Linked DNA regions of Sus scrofa: regions 2, 3 and 4 are each linked to region 1. A link is a contact called in public Hi-C and HiChIP or PLAC-seq data. All regions are on one chromosome and are shown on one strand. Each heading gives the region's core, a stretch centred on a gene start, on an enhancer-like site or on the middle of the called end of the contact. The rest is flanking DNA. Distances are from core to core; before and after follow the strand shown.

Region 1 (3,570 bases), core at 329-2,828:
TAATTTAACTCCGCTTTTCAAAGTACTTTTATAAATCATATTCTTTCTCTGGAATCTTGACACTTACATAAAGTGTAATTAATGTACCAGAGAACAGTGGAAAGAAAAGTACAAAACCACAACCAAAAGAACCATGTGCCTACCAAACATTCCTTTCAGAGGTTCCCCAAATAATGTTACTAGCCTTACAGAATTAACCTGCCTTGACAGAAGAATGGCTTGGCACTCTGTTCTCTCTGGAAGTTCATTGCTATCAGCTACGGTAAAATCACATCTTTCAAGGCCACAGAGAGTGAAGCTCTACACCTCAAATGTCAGTTTCTCGCATGTTACTCTGTTAAACACAATAATGAATCACTGCACTTGTCTATTTCACTGATGAAGAAAAACTGACCCAGATCAAACATGATCTGTAATACTGTGGCAACAACATGTCCATCCTCGTCCACCACCCAGCAGTGAAGTTTTCTATACATCCCTTTCCTGATTTCTAAAAGGTTATTTACACATCTTTCCACACTTACTTTGAATCAAAGCAAAAGGGAAGACAGTAAGGAGAGCCTTTTTATCCAGGACAAAACTGTACCCAACAACCACAGCGAGTTGCAGAAACCTCCTTTTGTTTTCTCTGTCCCAAGATTAGCAGTGAAATCGCTTTGGGACCCTCAATTAAAGTTGAACAACCTTAAAGAACAATAACTTTAAAGTTGAACGTCTATTTTAATTACACATAGGCAACAGCGACAGTAAAGGCATTTGCTCCCCTCAAATCCCCTTAGACCCTTTCCTCTCTAGCTTATTCAGCAGAGCAAACAGCAATCATCCTCAACGCGGGAGAGAAAAACATTTAAACAAGGTAGAAGTGCTTAAAGAGAACAAGCGATTAACGTTTCGGAAAAGAATGAACAAAACGGCCGAAATGACAAATAATCAAGGGAGAGAAAACCCCGGTTAAGAGTAGGAAGGCAAAGAGATGCTGGCGGGAAGCCTCTTGGCTAGCGGGACGTTTAGAAGGTGGAGAAGGGAACCTCTGAGTGGCCCATGCCGGGGAGCAGAAAGCCAGCATGCGGCTGTTTGGACCCCGCTTTGATTCAAAGGTGAAGCGGGCCAGGGAGCTGAGCTGCTGGCGAGCAGTAGTAGGGGACAGGGCTGTCACCGCTTACCCAGGTGCAGCGTGAGGTTGATGGAGTTGGGGTACTGCACGCCGGCCAGCATGGTCTGGCTCTGCCACCAGGTGGTGTCGGCCTGGTTGTTGTAGTCGGTCAGGAAGGCTGCCCCGTGCTGCAGGTGGGGCTGCCCGGCGTCGCACAGGTGACAGGACTTGGTGACCCCGGTCACCCCGGTCTGCACACAGTACTCCTCAGGCGGAGTCCCGCACGTGTTGGTGGCCACCACGGTCACGTTGAAGGCGGCGTTGACGAACTCGGGCATGCAGCGTTGCGCCCGCCCGCCCTCGTCCGTGCACTCGTCCATGGCTGCCCGGGCGCAGCCGGCCGTGGCGGCCGCCAGCACAACCAACACTGGCCAGAGGCGGCCCCGTGGCCGCAGCGCCGGCGCGGCCCTCGTGCTGCTGCTCATCCCGCCGCCCGCGCTCAGGGCCACAGCAAAGGCAAGGGCGCGTTGCTCCAGCCCGGCGGCGTCCCTCGGAGGCCGCTCCGCTGGCTGAGCCTCGGGGCCCAGGCGCCGGACTCTCCGGACGGGCGGTGGCGGGGGCTCGCGCCGAAGAGACGGGCCGGTGGGTGCCCCTAGCGAGGACTGCACGGCTCGCTGACCACTGCCCCGCGCGCCGCCTCCGCGCTTCCCGCACCTACCCGGGACACAGCCCGCACTCGCCGCCGACCCCCGACTTCCGAGCGCGTGCCCAAGTGCGCGCCCCCGAGGAGGAAGGAGCAGGGGGTGGGATCGGCAGGGTTGGGTGGGGTCTGGCCAAGAGAAAGCCCAAACCAGGCGTCTTTCAGCAGTTCGCGCGGCCCCCGCAGCTGCTCCTCCACTCTCCGCGCGCCGTGGACTGCGCGTCCGCCCCGGCGACTCGCGGCGGCGGCGGCGGGGGCGGCGGCATCTCGTGCTCGGGCCCGCGGCGCGCGATCGGCGGGGGAGGGGCCTTGAGGGGCGCGAGGGGTGGGCGGGGAGCCGGGAAGCGGGAGGAGTAGGGAGGGAGGGACGGCGGGGCGGTGCATGCCGGGAGGGAAGGGGAGGCTGCGGAGAGCCAGCGCCCCGCAGGAGGGAGACGCCGGGGTACCCCGGGGTCCTGTCCACGGAGACTCCGATTTCGGGAGGGGTCAACGAAGGGCGCGTAAAAGGGGCGACGCCAAATCGGCGATGTCGCTCGGCGTGGGCCTTTGGGCCCGGCACCCGGGCCGCTGAAACGCGGATCCCCGCCCCGCCAGGTGTCGGTCCCTGAGTCCAGTGGGCCGCGCCCTGGGGCGGGGACCCGAGGGACCTAAACGCGGGGACTGCCCGCAGACTCCTACCCAAGCCGGCCGCCCCGGGAATGGCCTCAGCTGCGCGGGGCTGGCTCCAGAGCTTTCCGAGGAGAGGTCCCGGGGTGTCAGGGGGCTGCCACGGTCCCCAGAGAATAAAGGGCCTGGTCGAAGCATCAAAATGAGTTTTCTGAAGCCGGTTTCCTGCCTCTGAATTAAAGTATAACCAGTCGTTTAACAGGGGCATGGAAGGAAGTGAAAAGGCTGGGAATGGAATGACATTTTTCCCTTGGGTACGCAGACCCACTGCGAAATTCTTCCACTGTGTTGTTTATGTTCCCCAGCTTGCCTTTAAAAGACTCGAAATTATCTGGCTCTGACATCCTCCTTTTCGGGCCTGCTGAGTCACGGAATATTCTCCGTGCCAGAATGACTCAGTTCACAGAACCTGAGCCAGAAGATCATGAGGTTTAGTCCGAGATCAGAACCTGGGCGCTTACCCAGTGCTGATACGACAGGCAAAGACGCGAAGGGAGGGTGCTGTAAAAGTGGATGGCCCGAGGGCGGCGGGTTTTAAACTTTTGGCGTCCCCAAGCAAAGTGGGTGTTCTTCGGGATGCTCTTGAGACGGTTTGAGGAAAAAAAAAAAAAAATCGATCCTAACAGTAAAGTGAGAATAATAAATACGCTGGGGAGGAGTGGGAGGCATACCTAGTTTTGGACCCAGTAGTCCTGTTAAGAGAGGGGTAATGGGAATGTGATAAAATGAAATAAGTAAATGTTAGGTTACTGTGGTTGGTTGGGGTCAGTGTTAAATCTAGGAGGACCTTAAGGATAATGGGAGGACGATGGGTTAGGGGACTTACCAAAATGGTGAGTCTGCTTAGGATATACATAGACCACTTATATTTTTAATTTATTTGATGAGATGGGTGGAGATTATGCATGGCTGAGTCTCTAACTGCTCACCCCTTGCCATTGACTCTTTGGGTGAAGAAAGCTGTGGAACTGTAACAATGTTTTAATCCTTTCATGTTTGCCTGGGAATAAAATAAATGCATTCATTTATACTTAGAGGGGATGACAGTCTCTCTCGGTCCTTGATTGTTCTTGAGAACAGACGAGGGCATAAAGGACAAAGATAAGGATTT
Region 2 (3,570 bases), core at 626-3,125, 230 kb before region 1:
TTTTGGGAATCCAGGCAAATCCAGGCAGTGGCCTGAGGCCCCGTCCCAGGCTGCCCTGGCAGCCTGGCAGGGATCTGGAGCAAGGAAGGCGGTGGGGCCGAAGCCTGAAGGGCTGATTCATGAGCAGGACGTTTGAGGGTCTCTTAAGTGTGGCATGTGGTGTGTTTCTCTCAAGGGTAGACCCGGCTTGGTGGAGCCTGAAACTGACACAGGTGGGGGCCCTTGCAGCATGGCCAGTCCCTCTGCCTTCCTCCCTGTGAGGCAGCTGACCGCAGGGCCTCTAACTGCTCTCCGCAGCGGCTGCTCCTGACCTTGTCTGACATTTAGAGACCAGATCACCCCTCTTCCGGTTGGTCCCTGGTGCTGAAATGACTTGGTTACAACAAAATTTCAGAAACCGATAGCTGTTGACTTCCTAGGGACCGGGCAGTGGAGGTAGAGTGAGACCCTCCCCCAGCCCACCCTGTTCCCACCTGACCCATCACCCTGGAGATCAGAGCACCCAGCCTGGCTCCTCCCGAGGCACAAGAGTTCCAGACCGGCAGGGACCTCACATCTGTCCTAATCAGGATGCTGAGAATTCCAGTCCACACCACAGGCAGCAAGGGGGGGTCTGGATGAAAGAGACCCTCGGGCTCACTCCAGAGGATTTTCTAGACCCTTGAGCTCTACCTCCCCACCCCCCACCCAGCCAGTCTCTCAGTTCCCTGATTCAACCCACCACAAACCCGTGGGGTCCTTAGACATCGGAGGTGGAGGCAAAAAAATCAAGGAGCTGCTTCCTTACGTAACAGGTGTGAATCGCAGGCCGCAGCAGAGGTGTGCCAGAAATAACACGTTTAATTTATTTCAATCAAATGAAAACTCAGCTCCAACTCACTGTCCCATAGGGATCACGGGTTACTCACAAACAAAACCTGAGGCTCTTGTGGCTCTGAACAGGAACATCAGGGCCTTTGTGGTCCTCAGAGGTGGGTGGCACTTGATCCAGGCCCACCTGGGTCTGTGACTCCTGGCTGATCCGGAAGCCCTCCGGGCACCCCACCCGCTGTGATCCTGGCCCCGTTTTCTTCTGAGGCTTTGCCCTCAGGGTGCTGTCTGGGAGGGAGGGGGTGCAAGCTGAACCTCTTCGTTTTATTCTGAAATAAAATACTCTATTCCCTATTTTCTCTCCCCTCCTCGGGACATCTAGGGAACGCTCTTCAGTGTTTGATGCCTTTGACCTCAAAACATTCTGTTTTCTGCCCTGCAAATTCCTCTCATAAAGGGTCTGCTTGTCTGCCAGAACTAGGTGAGGATTGGGCAAAGATGGGTGTGAGGAGCAGGAAACTAGCTAGTAACTCAGTGATTTATCCCACTGTCCTTACTGGGGGATGGGTTGGTGCTCAGGGTTTGGATGAGGAAGGTCTTTCTTTCCAACTGGTACAGGGTAAGCCCTGATGACTTCATAGAAAGTTCTGCCCTCTGGAGTTTGCCTGGAAGTGGCTCGTTTTGGGGATCTCAGTTCCTAATCTTGAGATTACCAGAGATGAGGTTTGTGAGACCTGCTTCTGTTCCAGGTTTCATTCATCCATTCAACTCTTTATCAGAAACAAACATTTCTTTGTTTTACCTGATGTCCCAGGTGATATGTGCTGAGCCTGAAGCCCTGAATCCGCCAGCCATGGGACAGGAGGGTGGGGGAAGAGTCAAGTTTCTGAAGATGCCCCAGGCCCTTGCTGCACACCCCTGTCTCCCCTGGCCTCTCTAGAGTCCTCAGAAACAAAGCAGGAGAGAAGCCACAGTGTAAACAGGTCTGGGGAGAAATAGGAGGCTCTCCACCCAGGCTGGGAAGCAGCTGGGACAGTCTGTTCTACAACACGGCAGCCAAGGCCTGTTTCAGCACAGTCACAAACTCCCCACTGCGTCAGCCTTGCTCTTGCTTTTGCCCTGGACGCCGGAACCTAGGCTCTTCATCCAGAAATCGAATTACGCAACTAGAGGAACCGCCCAAACACATCCCTTGGGCATTTCCTAATAGACGCAAAGATCCTTTAGCCCATAGTGAGGTCTGACCTTCTCTGGCCAATGACATATCCCTTCCCCGTACATGCCACCAGGAGAAAATTCCATACGTGTTCATCACATTTCTCTCCAAGGAATACAAAAGAGCTGCTTGTATGGCCTGGCAGTTGGCATTTTCATTCTTGATTCCTGAGAGAAAGAAAAGATCCAGGTTCTTGGACCAGCCTTTGGAGATCAGGACTCAGTCCCTCTAGCCCAACCCATCCCAGACTTTTATTAGAACTAGTCTTCCCCCAGGAGACCTGCTCTTTGCTGTGCTGCGTCCTGACAGCGCAGGTATCCAGTCATAGACCAGGACCTGTGGGAAATCAAGGCCGGAGCCTAAGGGGTCATCCATCCAAGGACAGGTCTGTGAAGCAGGAAATGCCTATGCTCACTCTCTCCCCCAAGCAAAACCCATCATCTAAGATCTTACACTGCCAGCTACTTGTCTGTTGTGTTATGATGGAAGGCAGCCTGGCAAATTCATTCTGCTTCAAGCATCCTTTCCTTCAATCAATCTTTGAGCTAATACTGAGTGCCCAAATCCTTGAGGCACTTGCAATCTAAAAGTATTTTACTTTTAGAGTTCCCTGGTAGCCTAGTGGTTAAGGATCCAGCATTTGTCACAGCTGTGACGTTGGGTTTGATCCCTGGCTTGGGAACTTCTGCATGCTGTGGGCATACTACCCCCTGCCCCAAATCTCACTCTTCATTCTATTAGTTCTATATAGTCCATAAATAAAACACATGCAAGTTTAGAAGACTTCTTGAACCTAGTAAACACTCGATAAATATTGGCTGTTATTTATTCATTGATTTTAAAATATTTATTAAAGGATTCTCCTTGTGACACAGCGGGTTAAGGATCTGGCATTGCCACTGCAGCGCTCAGGTCACTGCCATGGCATGGGTTCCATCCCTGGCCCAGGAATTTCCACATGCCTCAGGTGCGGCCCCCCCAAAATATTTATTGAGTACTTGCCTTGTGCCCGTCCTGTTCTAGGGATGGAGGAACAAAGAAAACAAAATAGACAAAGTTCCCGACCATTGCGCCCTTTGCTTTCTAGTCGGGGAGACAGACAATAATAACACTTTGCTTGTTTCCCGTGGATTATCTTGGTTAGCCCCCAGCATACTCATACAGTTATGGAAGCCATGGCGCACATGGATTGTGACTTGTCTAAGACTCTACTTAACTATTGAACAGCCGGGCAGGATTGGCTCACGTTCAGATTCCTAATCCAGACAAGTCAGATGAGTGGGACGTGGGACGAATGACGTGTCATTCACAGCAGGCGCAAAAGGAGGGGGAGCACTTGCGCTGGGCTTTCAGTGATCTGCAGGGATTGAATCGCGTGTGTTCAAAGAGACGTGTTCTGGGCGTTGAGAGAAGCGGTGAAAGAGCCAGTGGTGGGAAGAAGACCTTTTGGGGAGATGGTTCTGGTTGGTTGATATAGAAGGTTTATCTTGGTCTTTATCTGGGAAGCTTTTGACTTTTCAGCAAGCAGGCAAAATCATTCAGTT
Region 3 (3,570 bases), core at 507-3,006, 210 kb before region 1:
CTGCTCAAGTAAGATCAGCCTTTCTTCATCCACACTGCCAGGCTGGCCTGTCTTAGGAGAAAAAGGCATTAAGAGGAGTTCCCGTCATGGCGCAGTGGAAACGAATCTGACTAGGAGCCATGAGGCTGCAGGTTCGATCCCTGGCCCCGCTCAGTGGGTAAGGATCCAGCATTGCTGTGACCTGTGGTGTAGGTCGCAGACACGGCTTGGATGAGCCTATATCTTGGGTCACTCCCTCCACATATGGACCTTTCCAGGCTCGGGGTCGTATCAGAGCTGTAGCCACTCAGCCTACGTCAGGGCCCCCCAGCAACGCGGGATCCAAGCCGCATCTGCATCTACACCAGAGCTCACGGCAACACCAGGGATCGAACCCACAACCTCATGGTTCCTAGTCGGATTCGTTAACCACTGAGCCATGATGGAACTCCTGTTCTTGCATTTTGAATAGCCTAGTTTAGGCCGCTGGGCTCTTTTTTTTTTTTTCCCTCCGGGCCACACCTGAGGTCTAGAGGTATAGGAAGTTCCCAGGCGAGGAGTTGAAACAGAGCTACAGAGCTGCACCTGCCACCTACAGCACAGCTCACAGCAACACTGGATCCTTAACCCACTGAGCAAGGCCAGGGATCGAACCCACAACCTCATGGTTCCTAGTCAGATTCGTCAAGCACTGAGCCACGATGGGAACTCCTATTCTTAGGTTTTGAATAGCCTGGTTTAAGCCGCTGGGCTTTTTTCCCCACTGAGCAAGCACTGAGCAAGGCCAGGGATCGAACCCACAACCTCATGGTTCCTAGTCGGATTCGTTAACCACTGAGCCATGACGGAACTCCTGTTCTTGCATTTTGAATAGCCTAGTTTAGGCCACTGGGGTCTTTTTTTTTTTCCGGGCCACACCTGAGGCATAGGAAGTTCCCAGGCGAGGAGTTGAATCAGAGCTGCACCTGCCACCTACACCACAGCCACAGCAACGCGGGATCTGAGCTGCGTGTGCAATCTACACCACAGCTCACGGCAACGCCGGATCCTTAACCCACTGAGCAGGGCCAGGGATCGAACCCGCAACCTCATGGTTCCTAGTCGGATTCGTTAACCCACTGAGCCACAACAGCAACTCCACCGCTGGGCTCTTTAGTTAAGCAATATGAAGCTTAGATTTCTGTTTTCATGTTAGAGTCAACAGCTCATGCTCTAAGAAGATGAAGGCCGAAGGTCATAGGGGGCTGAATACTGCCCAGCAAAGCTCATCCCTAGGATGAGAGTCATCTCCAAGTTATGCTTTCTGAACCACCCTTAGGAAATATTTTGCTGTCTTCTATTCGAAGATCTTTAGAAACTGGCTGGGCTTCAGGGTTTTGAGAGGCCAAGGTATGCTTTGCTATTGGGGGATGGAGTCCAGCTGTCAGGAAATGGTGTAAGACTCCACTCTGGCCTGAAACAGCAGGAATCTGGCTAGATATTAGCTTATTTACAATATGAAATGTAGTCGTGTTTGTTCAGGTATGTTTTACCCATAAACGAGCTGAAACTAATGTCAGCATGATCGGCACCTGGCCAGACCCATTTGGTTTGAATCGGTTTGAGTGGAACTTAGTCAATTCAAACTCAAGGTCAGGTGCAGGGACAGCATTTGACTACAGAAGTTATTACATTTTGAAAGATTCCGCTTATTGTTCCAGGACTCAAGAGAGCAGACAGAGCAGGAACAGCACTAGGACAGAAATGCTGATCCGGTGGTCAGTCCTTTGCCTGGGGGAGGGGGAAGCCAGAATTTAGGGTTTTGACATGCAGGGAAAGTGAAGCAGGCTTGGGGCCAAAATGTCCATGGGGAGGCAGCATGAGCTTCTTAAAAACAGCAGGAGCCCTGGAGACAGAGGCCTCAGTTTGAATCCTGCCTCCACAATTTTCTGTGTGATCTGCGGGACACTATTAAACTCCCCGAGCCTCCTCTAACTCCTCTGTGAACAAAATAATAAAATGATAAGCCCATCTCCTGGGACCTTTAACAGACTAAGATGATCTTATACCATGAAAAACCCGCCTGGCACATAGCAAATGTCTCCCTCCTCTCACTTTCTCCTTACAGGCCCTGGTTGTTTCATTACCTTTTCAGATCCCTAAACAAAGCTGCTAAACTCTCACCTAGGGAGGTTTGGGTTTTGTGTTGTCGTTGGGTTTGTTTGTTTTGTTTTCTCGGGGGATGGGGGGGGTAATTGGATCACAGAGAAGACCCATCAGTATAACAACACAGGCTAAATTGGTCTCTACATTGGGCGGTGATGACGCTGCACAGAAAAACCAGGCTTTAAAGTGGGTCCCTGAACTGAGCAAGCAGAACCCAGCCATTTCCTAAACGTTGCTGGAATCTCTGAGTCCCCAGTTCCGTATCTGCTGTGCTTCAAGCTTGGTAAAACCGGCCAAATGAGTGTGACATCAGTTCAGCCTAAATCCAGGATTTTAATTAATATCAGTTTTCTCTCTCTCTCTTTGTTTTTGTATTTTTGGTCTTTTGTCTTTTCTAGGGAGGAACCGTGGCATATGGAGGTTCCCAGGCTAGGGGTCGAAATGGAGCTGTAGCCACCGGCCTACACCACAGCCACAGCAACGCGGGATCCGAGCCGCATCTGCCACCTACACCACAGCTCACGGCAACACCAGATCCTTAACCCACTGAGCGAACCTGCAACCTCATAGTTTCTAGTCGGATTCATTCACCACTGAGCCACGACACAAACTCCAGTATCAGTTTTCTTTTGTGAGGGATTCTGTGAGGAAACCTGAGCTGCTCCACATGGAGCCATTGAAAAAAATTTTATCCTAGGGAGTTCCCTGGTGGCCTAGTGGATTAAGGATCTGGGATTGTCACTGCTGTGGTTTGGGTTTGATCCCTGGCCTGAGAACTTCCGTATGCCACAGGTGTGGTGAGAAAAAAAATATTTTATCCTAAAATGTTTGCAGTATCTCACGGACCTACCACCTTGACATTCCTTCTGGGTCACCTACAGCTCAAGTTTCCACAGCTGGTTACGTCGAAGTATCACTGTGGTTTGGGGCAGGACAGACAGCAGAATCGGCGAGGATTCTTGACCTCACCGACTGGGAAGATCTTGCCCCTCTCACCACTCCTACGCCTCAGAGCGGGCGCCGTCACCTCTGCTCAGTTACATCAACGGTCTCGTAAGTGATCTCATCCGGCCTCTTGGTAACCCGCCTTCCAGCTCTCCTCCACTCCGCTGCCCCCGTGCTCTTCCCCACGTATGTGGCACTGAAGTTATTCCTCAGCTTGAAACCTGCACTGGATTCTCAGGATCAAGGTCAGCATCCTTACCGGGACTGCCATTCTGTCCAACATTCTCTGCCCCTGTGAAGCTCGAATCCTGCCTCCACAATGGACTGTGTGATCTCAGGACAGTATTGACCTCTCTGAGCCTCAGTACACCCTCCCTGCACACACCCAGTTCTTTGACCTACAGACTTTCACCTCCAAGGGCAATGGCTGCTCGGTGACCCATCGTCGAGATGGTAAAATGGAGTCCAGCAAATGTAAAGTAACCTGCTGGCAGGACCTGG
Region 4 (3,570 bases), core at 785-3,284, 140 kb after region 1:
GGCTATTACATTTTCCTTAAGTGCAACCTATCATAGTGATTGGCATTCTCCCTCTACATCAGTTTATAGCAAAAGATACGGATCCTGAGTCTAAATTACACGCAGAGGGATCTGAGACCAAATTCAGAACTGGAGAAAATATGCTAAGAATTGTTTGCTGTGATGTGGGAAGAAACCCCATTAAGCCTCTGTCTTCCGTTAATGTTTAGTGCATTTTGTTAGCACCTACATCTAGTTTCATCAAACTGAACCCTAGTACAAAAAGGCTCTTCTGTAGTCACAGGTTAACCCTGGGGATAACCGATTCATGAAAAGTTGTGGAAAACTGAAGATGTCTACCTACAAATTCCAACCATGAATAATTAATTTTAAAAACAAGCCCTCAGGGTGAATGGAAAACATGAAATAAGGACTATACTATCAAATTCCTTCCTCCCTAGTCTTATCTAACGCCATCATATTAAATATTAACTATAGACTAATGCTATCCAAATATACATTGAAAGTTTAGTCTTTTCTCTTTAAAAGCTCCAAAATCAAGTTCATCCATCTGCAGCACTTATGTATCCACCTGAATGCTAACATGGCATCACAGTTAAAACACAATTTTAAATTTCCTCCCTAAACCTGTTCCTCTTCCCTCTAATCCCAGTGTTCCCACCTCCTTAGGCGGCACAACCATCCACCAAATTACTCCTATCACCCATTTGGGACTTATCCAGTCCCTCAACATCCTCCATAACCATCCGTTGCAGTCTTTATTATGTACCAATCAGTATCCGTTAAGGAGCATTGCAGCAACTACTTCACTTAACCCATACACGACACTGTATAGCTAAGCATTATTACAGGTAAGTAAACTGAGAGAAAGAATAATTTGCCTCAACAGACAGAGCTTCTAATTGGGGGACCCAAAATTCCAACCCAGGTAGTCCTGATCTACTCTTGACCTAAGGCTCACTTTCGCCTCCAAACATGATTCCAATCTGTTCGCTTCCCTCCCCTCTCCCACTACTGCAACAGCTGGAGTTCAGCAACAAGGTCCTAAATAATTCCCATTTCCTTTGTAACCACGCTAAAATCCAATCTTCTTTTAAATTCTTCTCACCACATTCCAGTCACGTGGCCTTCTTTCAGTTTCTTTCTAATCCCTGCCAGTAAACACTAACTAATCCCCCTCCGCCTGGGGAGTTCTGCTTTTCTTCCACATCTTAGTAGTCGATAATCTCCACCCTTTGGGCGAGACGTCGGCTCAAATGTCTGCCTCCTCCGAAAAGCCTTCCCTCGCGCCACCCTTCCGGAAATGGCGCCCTTCCTTTACACTAAATCCTCCAAGAGCTTTTTTACCGAAACCAGCACTTGTTTCCACACGGCTCCCCACCCCCACCACGACCCCAACCTCTGAGAGAAAAGAGCAAGGACTGTGCCTAGCCTGTTTTCTGCTCTATCCGCAGAGGCCGCAGGGTACCACCCGCTATTTTCGGCACGCAGGCCTGCGTGGACGAACGAAGGGCCCTAAGCGTGGGCGGCGGTTTGGCGGGCTTAGCTCCCCCCACCCCGGGCCGATTCAGTCCCTTTCACTCTACGGCGACAGCGCCACCGCCAAGCGCAGGCTGGAAGAGGAAGTGGGGTTTGGCCGCTCCGGAGACGAAACTAGGCCTGCCTCCGCGAATAACTGGGGGCCAAATGGCGGCCTCAGGCAGCGCAAGCGCGGAGCGGCGTCGCAAGCAGCACGCAACCCGCAATCCGGGAACCCAGCGAGGCGGCTCTCCCCTCCCCCACCCGCCACCGCCGCCAGCTCCAGGCAACAAAGACCCGCTGCAGAACCCCGGGGCCTACGCCGTCCCAACCGGTAACAAAGACGTCTTCCCCTTACCGGAGTCCGATTCTTTGTGCCCGAGAGCACAGCTCTCTCAGGAACGTCCCTGGCTCGGGCCTTAGCGACGGAGACCAGACGAGCGCACCACCACTCGCACCGAGGCGGCGGCGAAATGGCTCCGACCGCTACGCTGTGGAGGCGGAGTCAGTGTGCTACGCATGCGCAGAAGGGGAGCGTGGGGCCAAGGGCGCCCGGAAGAGGGGCGGAGCTGCCGCAACCACGCGACGGGCAGCGTCCAGTCGCCTGGGAGATCCGCCGCGCCCTAGAGCGGCGCCGGGGCGGAGCTTCCTCCTTTGGCGCGAGGCCTCCTCAGGAGGGGCCTGCCGCATGTTTTTGGAGAATGTTTTGCACCTTCTGTCATAGGGACCTGTGGTAGATGAGGTGCCCCACAAAGACACAACTGGAAATCCTAGGTGGTAGCTTTATAGGGTTGTTGGTGATTAAATGAGATGGCTTAAAAAATAGAATAAAATAAATGAGATGGCTTGCGAAGGCGGCTTAGGGCAGTACCCAGCACACAATAGTTGTTCAGTAGGTATTGTAGTGATTCGGCTCCTCGAAGGTTAACATCCCCTAAATAGAAGTAAGCTCGGTGAAGGCGGGAACCCTGCCTGGCCAGCTCAGGCCGCTAAATGAAGTACTTGGCACATCAAGTGCTCAGTAATAACTAGTTTAATAAATAGAAACTGTAAAGTTCTTTTTGCTCAAATTGGATAACCTTTTGTATTCATAGTCTTCGGAGTAATTTATATCCTTAACTATTATAGTAGTCACTGCTAAATTTTTGAACTCCAGTGCTTCTCACGGAGGCAACAATACAAAATATTTCAAGCTGGGGTTGTTCCAGAGAAGCCAGACCAGTAAAGTATCAGGCCCCATCGTACCTAACATCCTTATTTTTCACCTCTTCCCTTTTTTTCCCCTAACTCTTCTAGCTCACTGTGATTAATCCCTTTAAAACTCTGTTTCTTCTACAACCAGAGTAACACAGATTAAAACATTTAAGTTAAACAGAGGAACGTATTTACTCATTAACTTATTTTCTCCATGTTTGCTCTCTTCAACTAGGAATAAAATCATCAGGGAAATACCTTAATCCTTTGTTTCCTTATCTCTCTCAGGATGCTTAAATCAGGAAGTTTTCATGATAAGGGAAACCCAACTAACATAAATGGATTGCAAATGTTTTGTAGTAGATAATGTACACACCAAAAACATCAACAAATTAAGTATAAAGAATATTTTCTGAGGTCGATCTTTGGCTCCCAAAGATTACAGAGAATTTTATTACTGAGTTGTTTATTAATTTAGGCCTTGCATCTGGGACCTTGAGTTGCCAGGGGATTGGATGCCAGCAATGGCATTTACCTTTGTAGGTTGTCCTTGGCAACTAGTACCTTCTAAGATCTCCCTTAACATTTGCAGATGAAGCATCAAAACATTCTCCATGAGTTCCCTGGTGGTTCAGCAGGTTAAGGATCCAGCACTGCTGCTGTGGTGTGGGTTAATCCCTGGCCTCGGAACTTCCACATGCCAGGGGCACAGCCAAAAAACAAACAAACAAAAAATAAGTTGGGAAGTTCCTGCTGTGGCTCAGCAGTACAACCATTCTGAAAAGAAGTAAGGTACTATTTAGTCAAATAGGGTGGATAAAATCAAACAAGTCTGTTTCTTGATGTATCTGTATATAC

The links. Hi-C and Micro-C count contacts between places; a contact is called where the count stands out from the background. HiChIP or PLAC-seq counts read pairs in DNA pulled down with a chosen protein or histone mark.
Region 2: a contact with region 1 is called in an H3K27ac HiChIP or PLAC-seq map of skeletal muscle, with 7 times the contacts expected there. The contact joins the enhancer-like site here to the promoter of LAMC1 in region 1. A contact is called at or near these places in 1 of 5 promoter capture datasets (fetal skeletal muscle), 12 of 47 Hi-C or Micro-C datasets (alveolar macrophages, brain, embryonic fibroblasts and 8 more) and 1 of 2 datasets of contacts at active chromatin or transcription factors (skeletal muscle).
Region 3: a contact with region 1 is called in an H3K27ac HiChIP or PLAC-seq map of skeletal muscle, with 5 times the contacts expected there. The contact joins the enhancer-like site here to the promoter of LAMC1 in region 1. A contact is called at or near these places in 12 of 47 Hi-C or Micro-C datasets (embryonic fibroblasts, fetal heart ventricle, heart right ventricle and 5 more) and 1 of 2 datasets of contacts at active chromatin or transcription factors (skeletal muscle).
Region 4: a contact with region 1 is called in a Hi-C map of skeletal muscle, with 4 times the contacts expected there. The contact joins the promoter of DHX9 here to the promoter of LAMC1 in region 1. A contact is called at or near these places in 3 of 47 Hi-C or Micro-C datasets (epiblast stem cells, heart right ventricle and skeletal muscle) and 1 of 2 datasets of contacts at active chromatin or transcription factors (skeletal muscle).

What each region holds. Positions count from the first base shown.
Region 1 is chr9:124,281,676-124,285,245 of Sscrofa11.1, reverse strand. LAMC1 (laminin subunit gamma 1) reads right to left here and starts at 1,578. Exons shown (of 29, transcript NM_001271715.1): 1 at 1,164-1,578. The coding sequence starts at 1,578.
Region 2 is chr9:124,512,801-124,516,370 of Sscrofa11.1, reverse strand. All of the region lies in intron 11 of NMNAT2 (nicotinamide/nicotinic acid mononucleotide adenylyltransferase 2), which reads left to right. Among named protein-coding and RNA genes, the nearest start is that of LAMC2, 87 kb to the right of the region's middle. Within about 2 kb of position 1,875, at least 20 of the 83 cell types and tissues checked have an H3K27ac peak or open chromatin away from gene starts, as enhancers often do. A contact at or near this core is called in mesenteric adipose tissue, retroperitoneal adipose tissue and skeletal muscle, where this site is marked.
Region 3 is chr9:124,489,832-124,493,401 of Sscrofa11.1, reverse strand. The region is part of intron 25 of LAMC2 (laminin subunit gamma-2); the gene reads right to left. Among named protein-coding and RNA genes, the nearest start is that of LAMC2, 64 kb to the right of the region's middle. Within about 2 kb of position 1,756, at least 15 of the 83 cell types and tissues checked have an H3K27ac peak or open chromatin away from gene starts, as enhancers often do. A contact at or near this core is called in mesenteric adipose tissue, retroperitoneal adipose tissue, skeletal muscle and 1 more, where this site is marked.
Region 4 is chr9:124,140,393-124,143,962 of Sscrofa11.1, reverse strand. It overlaps DHX9 (ATP-dependent RNA helicase A), which reads right to left and starts at 2,034. Exons shown (of 28, transcript XM_021063778.1): 1 at 1,877-2,034.